Linked DNA regions of Cricetulus griseus: region 1 is linked to region 2. A link is a contact called in public Hi-C data. All regions are on one chromosome and are shown on one strand. Each heading gives the region's core, a stretch centred on a gene start, on an enhancer-like site or on the middle of the called end of the contact. The rest is flanking DNA. Distances are from core to core; before and after follow the strand shown.

What was found. Hi-C and Micro-C count contacts between places; a contact is called where the count stands out from the background.
Region 1: a contact with region 2 is called in a Hi-C map of fibroblasts, with 2.8 times the contacts expected there. The contact joins the enhancer-like site here to the promoter of Pard3 in region 2. A contact is called at or near these places in 2 of 8 Hi-C or Micro-C datasets (the CHK-Q cell line and fibroblasts).

What each region holds. Positions count from the first base shown.
Region 1 is chr3:204,015,747-204,021,506 of CriGri-PICRH-1.0, forward strand. All of the region lies in intron 2 of Pard3 (partitioning defective 3 homolog), which reads left to right. Among named protein-coding and RNA genes, the nearest start is that of Pard3, 110 kb to the left of the region's middle. Within about 2 kb of position 2,830, at least 2 of the 6 cell types and tissues checked have open chromatin away from gene starts, as enhancers often do.
Region 2 is chr3:203,905,192-203,911,576 of CriGri-PICRH-1.0, forward strand. Pard3 (partitioning defective 3 homolog) reads left to right here and starts at 2,621. Exons shown (of 24, transcript XM_027404778.2): 1 at 2,621-2,873. The coding sequence starts at 2,754.

The DNA.
Region 1 (5,760 bases), core at 1,580-4,079, 110 kb after region 2:
CGTGGTACATGTGTATAGGTCAAGAGGACAACCCCTGGGGCCAGCCCTCACTTTCACCTTGTTAGAGACAGTACTCATGTTTGTATACACCAGGCTGGCTGGTCTGTGAGCTCTGGGGATATTCTGACTCTGCTCCCATCTCACCATACAAGTGCTGGAATTGCAGACCTGCCTTTATATGAATTCTGGGGATTTGAACTCAGATCCTTGTGCTTATATACCAAATGCTTTATCCATTGAGCTGTCACCCCTAAAAACTCAAGTTTTATATTTTCTTTTTTAACTTTTAGACTTATTTTATGTGACAGTTTTTCTTTTCTGCATGTAAGTGCATTACATGCATGTCTGGTGTTCAAGGGGTCAGAAGAGGGAGTCAGATTCCTTGAAACTGCAGTTAAGGGTTGTTGTGAGCCATCATATGGGTGTTAGAACTCAACTCCATTCTTCTGCAACAGCAACAAGTGCTCTTAACTACTGAGCCATCTATCAGCCCTTAAGTTTTATATAGTTCTTTTTTTTATGTTGGTATAATCACATTTTTGTTATAAATCTTCATAGAATTCATTGCTTTATAAAGACATCTCCAGTTTCTCATTTCTACCTGCTTCCCCTTCTCCTTCTGGGAACCCCAAGAATGTCCCTTAGGTGTGGCATAACTAGGTAAGAACTCTCCCCTCAGCCCTCATATCTCCCTTGCATGACCTTCTTGGAGAGAACACAAACGGAGCCTTCCTTCCCTTGCCAGGTCTGAGGAAGGGTGTCCTAGAGTCAGAGTGCATGGTAATTGTGTATTCTTAATTCTGCCTTTCTCTTCATATAATGTGTACACTTGAACGTCTCACTATCCATTTCTCATTCACTGGGGGAGGAGAAGGTTCTCAGAACTTAAGTCCAGTGGTCCTACGAAGAGGCCCTGCAGCAAGGAGGGAGCTGTGTTGGGATATGAAGAGCCCCTGCTGTCTTGTGGCCGGCAAGCTAGAGACTTCCTTGACTCTGATGGATTTACTCAGCCAATGCCAGGGTGTGTTGCTACACCCACTTTTAGTCTTGACAAACTACCAAGCCTGTTTAACTGGTGAAGGGTGTTTTAATTTGGTGCTTTGGGGGCTGTCCCTCGAAGATCTGAGATCCACGGCGCTCTGTGTATTCTCGGCCAACTTCCAGGGAGGATTGATATTGTGTGGAGCAGCTGGAGCCTCTCCTCCCCCTGTTTCAGGCTGGTGTTCCTTTCTGATCACCAGGGAAATAGTAGACTGGATGTTTGGAGTTTGAGGACTCTGGGGCATAATTTTGTTCTGTACTTAAATTTGCATTCTGGGACATCTTGGCTTTTCACCCCCTACCTGATGGCTAGAAATGGCAGTCCAAGCCAGCCAGAAACGTACAGGGAAGTATTTCTCCTTCTCTGGTGCCTCCAGGAAGGACTCAGTGAAGGCCCTGCGGCTGTCAGGGTCTTTGAACCTCAAAAGAGCCACTTCAAGAGTCAGCAAAAGACAGGTTGGTACAGAACTCTCTGACCCCTTTGAACTTCCTTAAGAATTCAAAAAAAAAAAAAAAAAAACCTCTTGTTCTTCTCTGTGTTTATTCCTTAACATTCTTGGAAAAAAGCTTCTGAGTTAATTTTAACACTGCTGTCTTCAAAGTCTTACTGATGTTTTCTGTGCTCCCGGTTTCTGTATGGATGTGTGTGATTGTATATCTATTCGTTTCTTAACCAAGTGTCAAAGTTGTGTCTTACAAATAACACTTGTCATGATACAAGAGGATTCCAGTTTCTCATGTGTAATCTCCCAAACATGACTTTAAGGGATATATTTATGTCACCAAAACATCCTGCAAAAAAGGATTAGGTAACTTTTACAAGCAGCAAAATGCTGGAATAAAGTAAGTCAGTGTGTTCACTTTCATAGAAGCCGTATTTCATAGAGTTGTAATATAGTTCATTCCTTCTTTCAAAGTATTGAATGAAAATAATACGAAGTAGGTGGGGCTGTGCTTTCTTGACATTTTTGTTTTAACTGTTTGTATGCCATTCTGTACATTGAGACTGTTCAAGCAAGATGAGCTTGCTCTTCATTCAGCTGTGTAGTGAAGCTTCTCTGGTCCCTGGTTCCTTGTTGGGTGGTGTCTGTCTATTTTGGGCTCAGCTTCTCAGTATCCACCAAGCCAGTGCTGCCTGCCTTCTGCTCAGTCTTGGGTATTTTCCCTTTTCTCCTTCCTCCCCTATTTCCTTTACTGTCACAGAGGCCATCTGTATGCTGGAATCGAGTCAGGAGATGTTCTGAATCCTATTTATTTTACTTTTTGAGAAATGATCTCATGTAACCCAGATTGACCTGAAACTCTATGGAAATTGAGGATGGCCTTCAACTTCTAATCCTTCTGCCTACACCTCCCAAGTTCTGGGGTTGTGGGTGTGGGCCACCACTCCCATTTTATGTAGCTTCTTGTATGCTAGACAAGCACTACCAACTGAGTTACAGCCTCAGCCTTCTAATTATTTTATAAATAAATTATTCACATATAAAATGTTTATAAATATTTTATGAACAAACAATGATTTTGTAAAGTTAGCAGAAATCGCAATAGCAGATGTTTTGCAGTTAAATATTTTTAGCATTCCTGATTTATTTCTACTGATAATATTTTGAGTGGATCAGTGTAACTTGATGAATCATAAAACCTGCTATTTATTTATTTAAATAATTAAGCCTTCTACACAGAGTACATGGAATGTAACAGTAATGAGGAAATCAAGGCTTAGCCTCAAAGCATCATTGGTAATTCCATTGGCCGAGGTTTTCTCCTCTGGCTAACAGGAAGTGAAACTGCTTGACCCTGAGGTGCAGGTCTGTGGGCTGGTATTTGACACCCGAGTGTTTTGGTTTCAGTACAGTAGTCTGGAAAGGAGTCCATCGTTGCTTTGTGGCAGCTGCTGCCAGCCTCCAGTCCTGTCATAATCCGGTTTGTTAATTAAACTGTACTGTGCACTTCTAACTCCCTGCCCCAAGCCTTCTCATTGCTCATCCCAGAGGTAATGGTGGCATTGTCCTGCTCTTGTAAAACACACTTGCAAACGATTAAATTCTGAGCTGTTAGCAAGATGGTGTTAATTTTCATCATAAATATGAGATGTGGCTTTTGGAAGGTTGCATGAGGACATTGGTTGACAGGAAACACCTTTGTGAAGACATGGGGTATTTTGTTTCTGACAGTACAGAACCCTGGCGAAAGAGAAAGGCACCCCTCTCCAGAGCATAGTTTCTTGCCAGGAGCCAGCATGTGGCTTATAGAATGCTAAGGTTGGAATTTGTTTTGTATACATTCCAGGGAAAAGGAGGTGTGGTTATAAAAGCATAGTGCTCCCTCAGGTTTGTCAAGAACATTGAGATCATGAATTAAATGGAAAAAGACAGCTTCTGGTGGTACCAGTCTGTAGTCCTAGCGTTCTGATGAGTGCCCAAAGCCAGCCTGGGCTGCATAGTGAGGTCCCTGTATCCTAGCAGAAGTGGACTTGGCTAACTTGACAACCCCAGGAGAGACTAACATCACATGTGGGAACAGTGTCCTAGGTGAAGATGGGGTGGGTTTATTTTATAGAATGTCTGGTCAAAGTTCTCAGCAAAATCTGAAAGTAGTTTTTTAAATTTTTATATTTGTTTATTTTATGTGTATGAGTGTTTGGCTTGCTTGTATGTATGTAATTTGTTTTTTGGTACCTGTGGAGGTCCGGAGAGGGAACTGGTGGTTAGGATTGTTGTAAGTCACCATGTGGGTGCTAGGAACCAAACTCCGGAAGAGCATCTAGTGTTCTTAACCACTAAGCCATCTCTCTAGCTCCCTTATTTAACTTTCAAACCCCTTTGTCCCAACACAATAGAGGTTTGGGATTTTGTTCTTATATATAAGTATATATAGACTCTATGAAGACAGCATACCCAAGTGTGTTGTCTTATGATTGTCCCTGTAACTTAAAAGCGATATGGAATAGACTTATAGTAAGTTGGTATAGCTTTGTACCATAATGATATTATTTTTAAAGATTTAATTATTGTGTCTCTGTGTGTATTTGTACATGCACGTGCACACATGTGCGCACACCTGCCCATGTGCATATATATCTGTGTACCTTGTGTGCAGTGCCCTCAGAAACCAGAAGAGGATGTCAGAACCTGGAACTGGAGTTAGGGATGACTGCTAGTTGCTGGATGCTGAGAACTGAAGCCTGCTCCTTTAAAAGAGCAGCCAATGCTTATCAGCAGAGCCATCTCTAACTCCCACAGTTATATTTTTATAAGTCTTTATCTCCACTGTGGATACTGCCACTTGTAGTTGATGAAAAATGAAGATGAATAGACCTGCAAAGTACTGCACTATGTGTCATAGAACACTAGAGCGTATATTCGATGGCTAAATGTCCTATTAGGAAGCTACTTGCCAAGAATATATGCAAGTATGTTTTCTTGTTTTATAAAGTGACAGTAATTTTATCTGCCCTTTTCATTTGTAAAAGAAATGACTTAGACTCTTAAATCAACCATGTAAGTGTGGCTTTTCTTCTCTGGCAAAATTACCTCCTGGTCCTAGAAGAAAAGGTGGTACTGCCAGCTGATGTCTACCTGACCTACAAGAGAAATGTGTTCTTGATGAGTCTTGCAACACTATTGTTTTGTTGTGTAAATATTAAGATAATATGAAACTAATTATCTACATACTAATGTGTTGTACTTGGAATTTTTGCTTCCTTAGCAACTTCAGTTAATGTGGTTTCTAAATTTGTATAGTTTTTCAAGGGTAACATCTAATCTTTTAAATATTTAATTTTGGCTTTCCCACAGGCAATTAGGTAAAAATGTACATTTATCAACAGTACTCAGACAGTTTAAGCCACTGCCCCAAACAGATGTGAAATACTTGCTTCCCTCTGATTACTTTATGGCAGATACTCTTTGGTCTAAAACTAAGCTTTCCTTCTTGAGAAATCCCCAGTTTTTAACCCTCATTAGAGTGACCTAGTTCTAGGTGGGGGTCGTTTTTACCAGGAAACTGTGAATCGGCTGAAATGGGGTATAAAAAGTGAAGGAAAAGAACTAATAATGTAATTTCATTCTTTTGAACTACGATTTCCTGGCGTAGCATACACAAAATCCTGGACTCAGTCCCCAGCATCACATTAATTGGGTGTGGTGGTGCAGGCCTGTAATTCTAGGACTTGAAACCAGCAATTCAAGGTCATTCTCTACTACATGGTGGGTTTGAGGCCAGCATGGAATAGGTGAGACCTTGTCTCCAAAACAAACACCTCCACTTTCCAGAAACTATGATGTCTTGATTTTAGTATTAACTCTTCAGCATCTCGGCTCATGCTGCAGACAGTTATTGACCTGGCTGCTCATGCCTGTAGCATAGCCACACTTCCTTCTCTAGCCACTACCTGGTCAATATTGGCAAAATATTTATAAACATTCAGTTTCGTGTTTATAAAGGAATGCATAGGGATTCACTGAATGACTCCTCTTTTATGCAGTCCTGCAGAATTATACCATAAAAGCAAAAAAAAAAAAAAAAAAAAAAGGTTCATGGTCATGGTAACAATTTTAAAGGCTAGAAGGAACCCTAGAACTGTGCAGATGCTCATTTTTCAGTGGAAGCAGCTTGGAACCAGGTGCTCTGGATTCAGCTGTGCCTGTAGTGAAGCTTCTCCTGGCACAAGCCCTGCGTTCCTTGCTGGGTGGGGTCTGTCGGTTTTGGGTATCAGCT
Region 2 (6,385 bases), core at 1,371-3,870:
GCATACAATTAATGGCAATCACATCTCTATTTAACTAGTCAGATAAAGTCTTACACTTCTTATTTATTTATTTATTTATTTATTTATTTATTTATTTTTTACAATACAGGGTCTCATGTAGGCCAGGCTGTTTTTGAACTTGTTATGTATTTGCAAACTACTGGCTATGTGTTGGGTGGGATTTCAGGTGTGGATTATCATAGCCAGGTTTTATGGAGTGCTAGTGATCAAACACAGGGCTTTGGACACACTAGAGAAGCATTCTACTAGCTATATCCCCAGACCTTGCCTAGTTATTTCTCCAACTTCAAGATTTCCTTGCTTATCTCTCCCCAGTCATTTGCTATCACAGCTTAGGCTTTGTTAGCACCCTTTACATCAAGACCAGTAGACTCTGCTGCTGTAACATGCTCCACTCAGTAGCAGGTATTAAGACTTTTAGTATGTAATTTTGTTTGATCCTCACAATTTATGAAATGGATCTCATCAACTTCCTTCCTCATCTAGAAAAGGCAAGGCTGTGAACATCAATGAAATTAATTATAACAATGTAGTTTCTTTAACCAAAGATACTATGTATTGCCATTTCAATGTCTAGAAATAGTAATGAGATGCCATATAGAAATAGTATGAGTACACACTGATAGACAAGTTCAAAGATGAAGTCATATAGAAGGCATTAGTGCTTAAATTTAGATCTGAACCTAGGTTAGTGCCATGTTTTTGTTTTTGGCTTTTATGACACCCATTCTCAACTTTATACTCCTCCCATGTGTAAAAACAGAAACATGATTTCTAACTAATTATTCATAATTATTGTGGGCTCAAGTATTATTATTATTATTATTATTATTATTATTATTATTATTATTATTACTCTGTGTGTGTGTGTGTGTGTGTGTGTGTGTGTGTGTGTGTGTGTGAAGGTCGGAGGACAACTTTCAGGGGCAGTTCTCTCTTTCCACTATGTAGGTTCTAAGGTTGGAATTTAGGTAGTCTTGGTGGCAGGTGCCCTAACAGGTTGAGCCATCTTGCTGGCCCAACGATCCAAGTACTGATAATGTCTGAAGCAAGGAAACGGCCGCAGGAGTTACTGGCATAGCATGACTGGTACAGTCACTGATAGACAAGTTCAAAGATGAAGCCATATAGAAGTAGTATGAGTCCCAGGGCCGTGCTCATTCAAGCATTCTCCTGTGGGCTTGTGAGGGTGCCTTCTTGACAAACGTTGGAGGGGAGGATGCATGATGGCATCATTTGCTGGGACCGGTGATCATCGAGTGGCTTGAGAGCAGTCAGACCTAGAGTCTAAAAGTCAAGGAGAATGTGCAGGATTCCAAAAAGCCGAGGAACTTCTCTGTTTTATTTATTACTTTAAAAAGGGAGGGGGAATGGATGGACGATCCCCAGAGCCAGCTTTAAGTGCTCAAGTTCATCTGGGGCTCACAGGCTCTTTAACGGGCTCAGAAATCTGCAAATTAACTGCCAAAATTAACTTTCTGCATAGTATGGGACAAACGCAGGCCAACAGTGACTCTCTTGAAGTTTGCCATTCTTTGAAGACAACGTGTACACATTTATTTAGAGCCACATCTTACAAGACAGAAATCAGCTTTAGCCATTCTCTAGACTTGGTCCATGTTGTTATTAAACACCTTAGAGTGTGGGTATCATCCACTCCCTATGGAGTTGGGGGTGTGTTAGTGCCTGAGTTATGAGCCAGCCTATAGAGGGAATATCCAAGAACAGTTTCCCTCTCTGAGCGTCCGGACTGTATTTTTCAGAGGGTTGTGTTAAGTTGCTTAGACTGAAGAATTGTCAAGAAACAAATATATTTGAACTGCGGTTTTAAGTCCTACTTATTTAAACAAGTGGGTCACCAAGAAACTTTTAGGTAAATAGTGGCCTCAAGAGGAAGTACCAGGGCGTCCAAGCGTCTCCAACTCTCTCGGGAGCTGCCAATTAATCTTTGCTACAGAACAGCGCCGCCCTGCTTTGCACCGGAGCCAGGCTCTTAGGACAGAAAGTCTGCCTTGCTGCGGACAGAAAGAGACCTAGCCCGGAGCTTCGTCCACAGTCGAGTCCCTATCCTCCCCGGGGCTACTCGGTGGCTGCTGGCCTCCAGAGGCGTCCCTGAGCCTAAACTGCTTTCTCCCAGGAAGGGGATTAAAAGTCACAAAGAAAGGGAGGGGACCTCGGTGGAGCCCTTGGGGGCGTGGGTGGGGCGTCCCTCAGTGGGCCTCGCCTCAGCTCTACAGTAAGTGGGCCGGAGGAGGACGCGCCCTTCCCAGCGCTAGCCCAGGCACAGCGCCGCGGGCTGCGATGCGCATCGCCGTGCGGTGACCCAAGCGGCCGGGCAGCGGCCGAGGCCTCCCGGGCGCCCCGCCCTGCGCCTCCTCCTGCCGCCTGCGCGCGGTGCTGTGCGCCCGGCCCGCCGCTGCTCCTCCTCCCTGCCTCGCGGTCCCCTCCTCGGAGTCCCAACAGAGCGCGAGCGCCACACGGCCCCGGGCCGCCGCCGAGCGCGCCAAGACGCCAAGACGCCGAACAGGTGGCCAGAGTCTGCAAGCGCCCAGGCGGGGGACAGGCGAGAACAGGCGAAGGCGGCCGGGCTGGACATGGTAACCGGACGGCCCCGTGCCGCCGTCTGCTCGCGCCCCTAGCCGCCGGCGCGCCGGCGCAGCGGCCCCACCGCGCCCTGCGTACAGTCGCCGGGCCCAGCGCCGCTCCGGCCACGGCCAGCGAGGGACGGCGGCATGAAAGTGACCGTGTGCTTCGGGAGGACCCGGGTGGTCGTGCCGTGTGGAGATGGCCGCATGAAAGTTTTCAGCCTCATCCAGCAGGCGGTGACCCGCTACCGGAAGGCCGTGGCCAAGGTAAGTGGCCTGGGGCGCGCGGCGGGGAGCGGACGGGGAAGGCGCGGGGATCAATATGGCGCTTCCTGGAGACGGAGGAGGGAGACCGGGAGGCGGGGAAAGGGAAAGTGCGGCAGTCGGGCTGCCTCATAGGCGCCCCCCGGCCCGGACCTGCGGCTTAAAGTTCTCGGCGCGCTCAGGCTGGGCCGTGATCGCCACCCGCACAGTCCCTGGACACTGCCTGTGTCCTCTGGGCTTCGGAGTGGGCGGCTCGGCGCCCGGAGCCGGCACCGGGAGAGGCAGAGTGCGGCACGCGGGAGGCGCGGCGTAGCTTGGCGGGGCGCCTTTGCCCGGCCGACCGCGGGCCCTGGCACTCCAGCTCCAGGCCTCTCCCCAAGCAGGCCTGTCGCGGAGGGTTGGCCACGGAACTTTGGGGGTGTGAAAAGAGTTGGGTGATTCCGTGCACGCGGGAGCCGCAGCCGGGCCGGGGGTCTTCTGTGTTCTTGCGGGATCTCGGGGTCGCGCAGGCAGCCCTGGTTGGGTCGGCCCGGCTCCTGGACTCCGGTGGGGGCCATGGAGTGGCTCCGGTGTTTGGCTCCTTTAAGCACCTCAGCATGTACTCGCTTGTGGAGTCAGAACACCCTCCGAACCTCCATCCTTACCTCGCGGGATGTGCTCGGGTGCGGAGCCGGGGCTGCACAGGGCCTGGGGGTCGGAGGAGGGTCGGTTCTCTCTTTTCCTGCTGGAGTAGTAACATTGTCTCCCTTAAACCGCATTCCTCCATAATGGGGCAGAAGTGGAAGGGTGTTTTGTTAGATTGTTTTACCCTCTGTTTGACAACAGCCCACGCTGAAGTTTCGCTCTAGCACCTGAGGATATTTCCTTTGTACCAGAGTGGAATGTGTTCCCTTTGGTATTTCCCGTCTGTTGTCTGTTCCGTAGTGGAGTGGCCTGCCGTCTGTGACTTCAGAACAAGCGAGAGGGGGAAGGTGGCTTTGTCTGCCTAAGTCGCCGAATGCTTATGGGCCACCCTCCATTTTTCTCTAAAATAAAGAAAGGACAAAATGGTTATACCTTTGTTTTATTTTGCTTTTACTCTGTGTTTGAAAAATAACAAAATTGTCCCTATAAGGAAACTGGGGGATGGTTAGGAATCTGATACAGGGATAGGAGATGCTGAGTTCAACAGCTGTAAGTGTTCTTCCAGTTGGTCGAATTCATTAAAAAATCAAACAACGTTTGTGGTAATTGGGCACCTGTTTATCTTGTAAAGCTGACAAGAGGGGAAATCCTCTGTAACTTCACACTTAAGTGTTTTAAGCATCATTTCTGATTGACAGTTAGTTGATGGTTTAATGTTGTAAGGGAATAACCAGGTTGTCTTTGTACTCTGAAGACCAACATTGTTAGGGGGGGAGGGGGGTGGCAGTAACATACAGGGCATAGAAGTGTGCCGATGCTGTTGCCCTCTGCTTTGCCGATTTTGTTTGTAAAACTAGCCATGTTGCATCTTGCACACCCCGGGTAACGGTCAAGTTGCTGTTGGGGGAATACACAGGTAACTGATTGGCCGAATTCTTAAATTTTTTCATAGAAATTAAGCATTTCCTATCACAGGTCAAATTAAGCACTTATTGTGTTGTGTGTGCTAGGCATTTAAGGGACTGCTTCTTTGTAGAATATGAACTGGGAAATATCTAAAACAAGATTCTGTGATCCCTCAGGTTAAGGCAGTTGTGGTGTGGCTTATCTGTGCTGTGGGAAAAAGATGTCTCTTGGATGTTGGATGGATGGAGTTGAGCACCCTTGTTGATATATGTGGCCTGTTCTTCACAATCAGCAGTGGCTATTTCATAGTGAAGGATCAGGGGTAGGGAAGAGGTCACAGAAAGAGCAGGACTAAATAGTAATTGAGATGACCACGTGGGAAAAAGGAAGGAAGGGAGAGGGATTGCTAGAGATAAGAGAGTGGAGGATGATTTACTGGTTTCGAAAAAGCTCAGTTTAGGAGGTGCTGTGTGTGTGTGTGTGTGTGTGTGTGTGTGTGTGTGTGTGTGTGTGTGTTTAGAATTCAGAGGTCATTGTTGGGTGTCTTTCTCAGTCTCCCTCACTTTCTTTTTTGAGATGGAGACTTACTGAACCTGGAATTCCAGGTCAGCCAGGGCTAAATAGCTCCCCCACCCCATAGATTTTGCAGTATTTGGATCACAAGTTGACTCATAAGTATACAAAAGGCTGGACTTGATGGCACATAGCTTTATCCCAGAACTTGAAGGCTGAGGCAGGTCTATCTCTGTGAAGTCAAGACCAGCCTCATCTATAGAGCAAGCTCTAGGCCACCCAAGGCTAGGCTACATAGTGAGACCCTGCCTTAAAAAAAAAAAAAAAAAGCCCAAACAAGCCAAAAACCAAATCAACCAAGCAATGGCTCGCTCAGCAGCTAACTGCACTGGCTGCTCTTCCAGAGGACCTGGGTTGGATTCTCAGCACCCTCATTAAGGTGGCTCACAGCCATGTGTAACTCCAGTCCCAGGGAATCTAATGCCCTTCTGGTCTCAGCAAGCACTACATGAATGTGGTACATGCAGACAAAACATCCATACACATAAAATAAACAGATTAACTGAAAAGCTGCTTCATCCATTTGTTGTTTTTCCTCTTGGTTGGTTAGGTAATCACTGAGATTAATCTTTAGCCTTTCACACTTCTCCCATTAGGTCATTAGGGAGCAAACACATCAGCACTGTTAGTGTTGCAACTTCTGTTCTCTTATTTCTTCTGCTTAATAAGACAGGATAGATTCTGTGTGAAGAACTGGGTAGCCAGGTAGTGGTAAAATCTTGCTTAGGTTGCTAGGTGACAGGAGACATGATGAACTACCATCTGCTGGGGAAAAATGTCAGGCAGAGCATGTTCAATGTATGAAAACCCATGAAGCAGAAGAAAAAAGAAGGAAAAGCTGAACAGAAAAGCCAAGTTTTCTATGCACTAAGCACTTTGTGGTATGGTGGTGTGAATTTTCTGGCATTCTGTTTGCGTTATTTGAGCTGTTTTCTCTGTAGGTTGAACAAATCAATTTCTGGCCAGGAAAATGCCATGTTTTAGCACCAGATATGCCCTTAAGAAGCTAGTGTTAGACCACTTACCCTTAGTCATGTGCAATCTGTCTCTATCTGTCCATCCATCTGTATGTCAATCTATCCATATTCTGTCTGTTCGTTCATCCATCTATCTATTCCTATCTATCTATCTATCAATCATCAGTTTTTCAAGACAGGGTTTCTCTGTGTAACAGCTCTCCCTGTTCTGTAACTTGCTCTGTAGACCAAGCCAGCCTTGAACTCACAGAGATCTATCTACCTGACTCTGCCTCCTGAGTGCTGCTGAGATTAAAGGTATGAGCCACCATTGCCCAGCTGTAATCTATATTTTTACGCTAGTGTAATAACATTTTTGTTGTCACATGTTGATGGACTAAAATGACTATTTGTCCTCATTTACCTACCATCATCAAGACTCAGTTTGAGTATTTG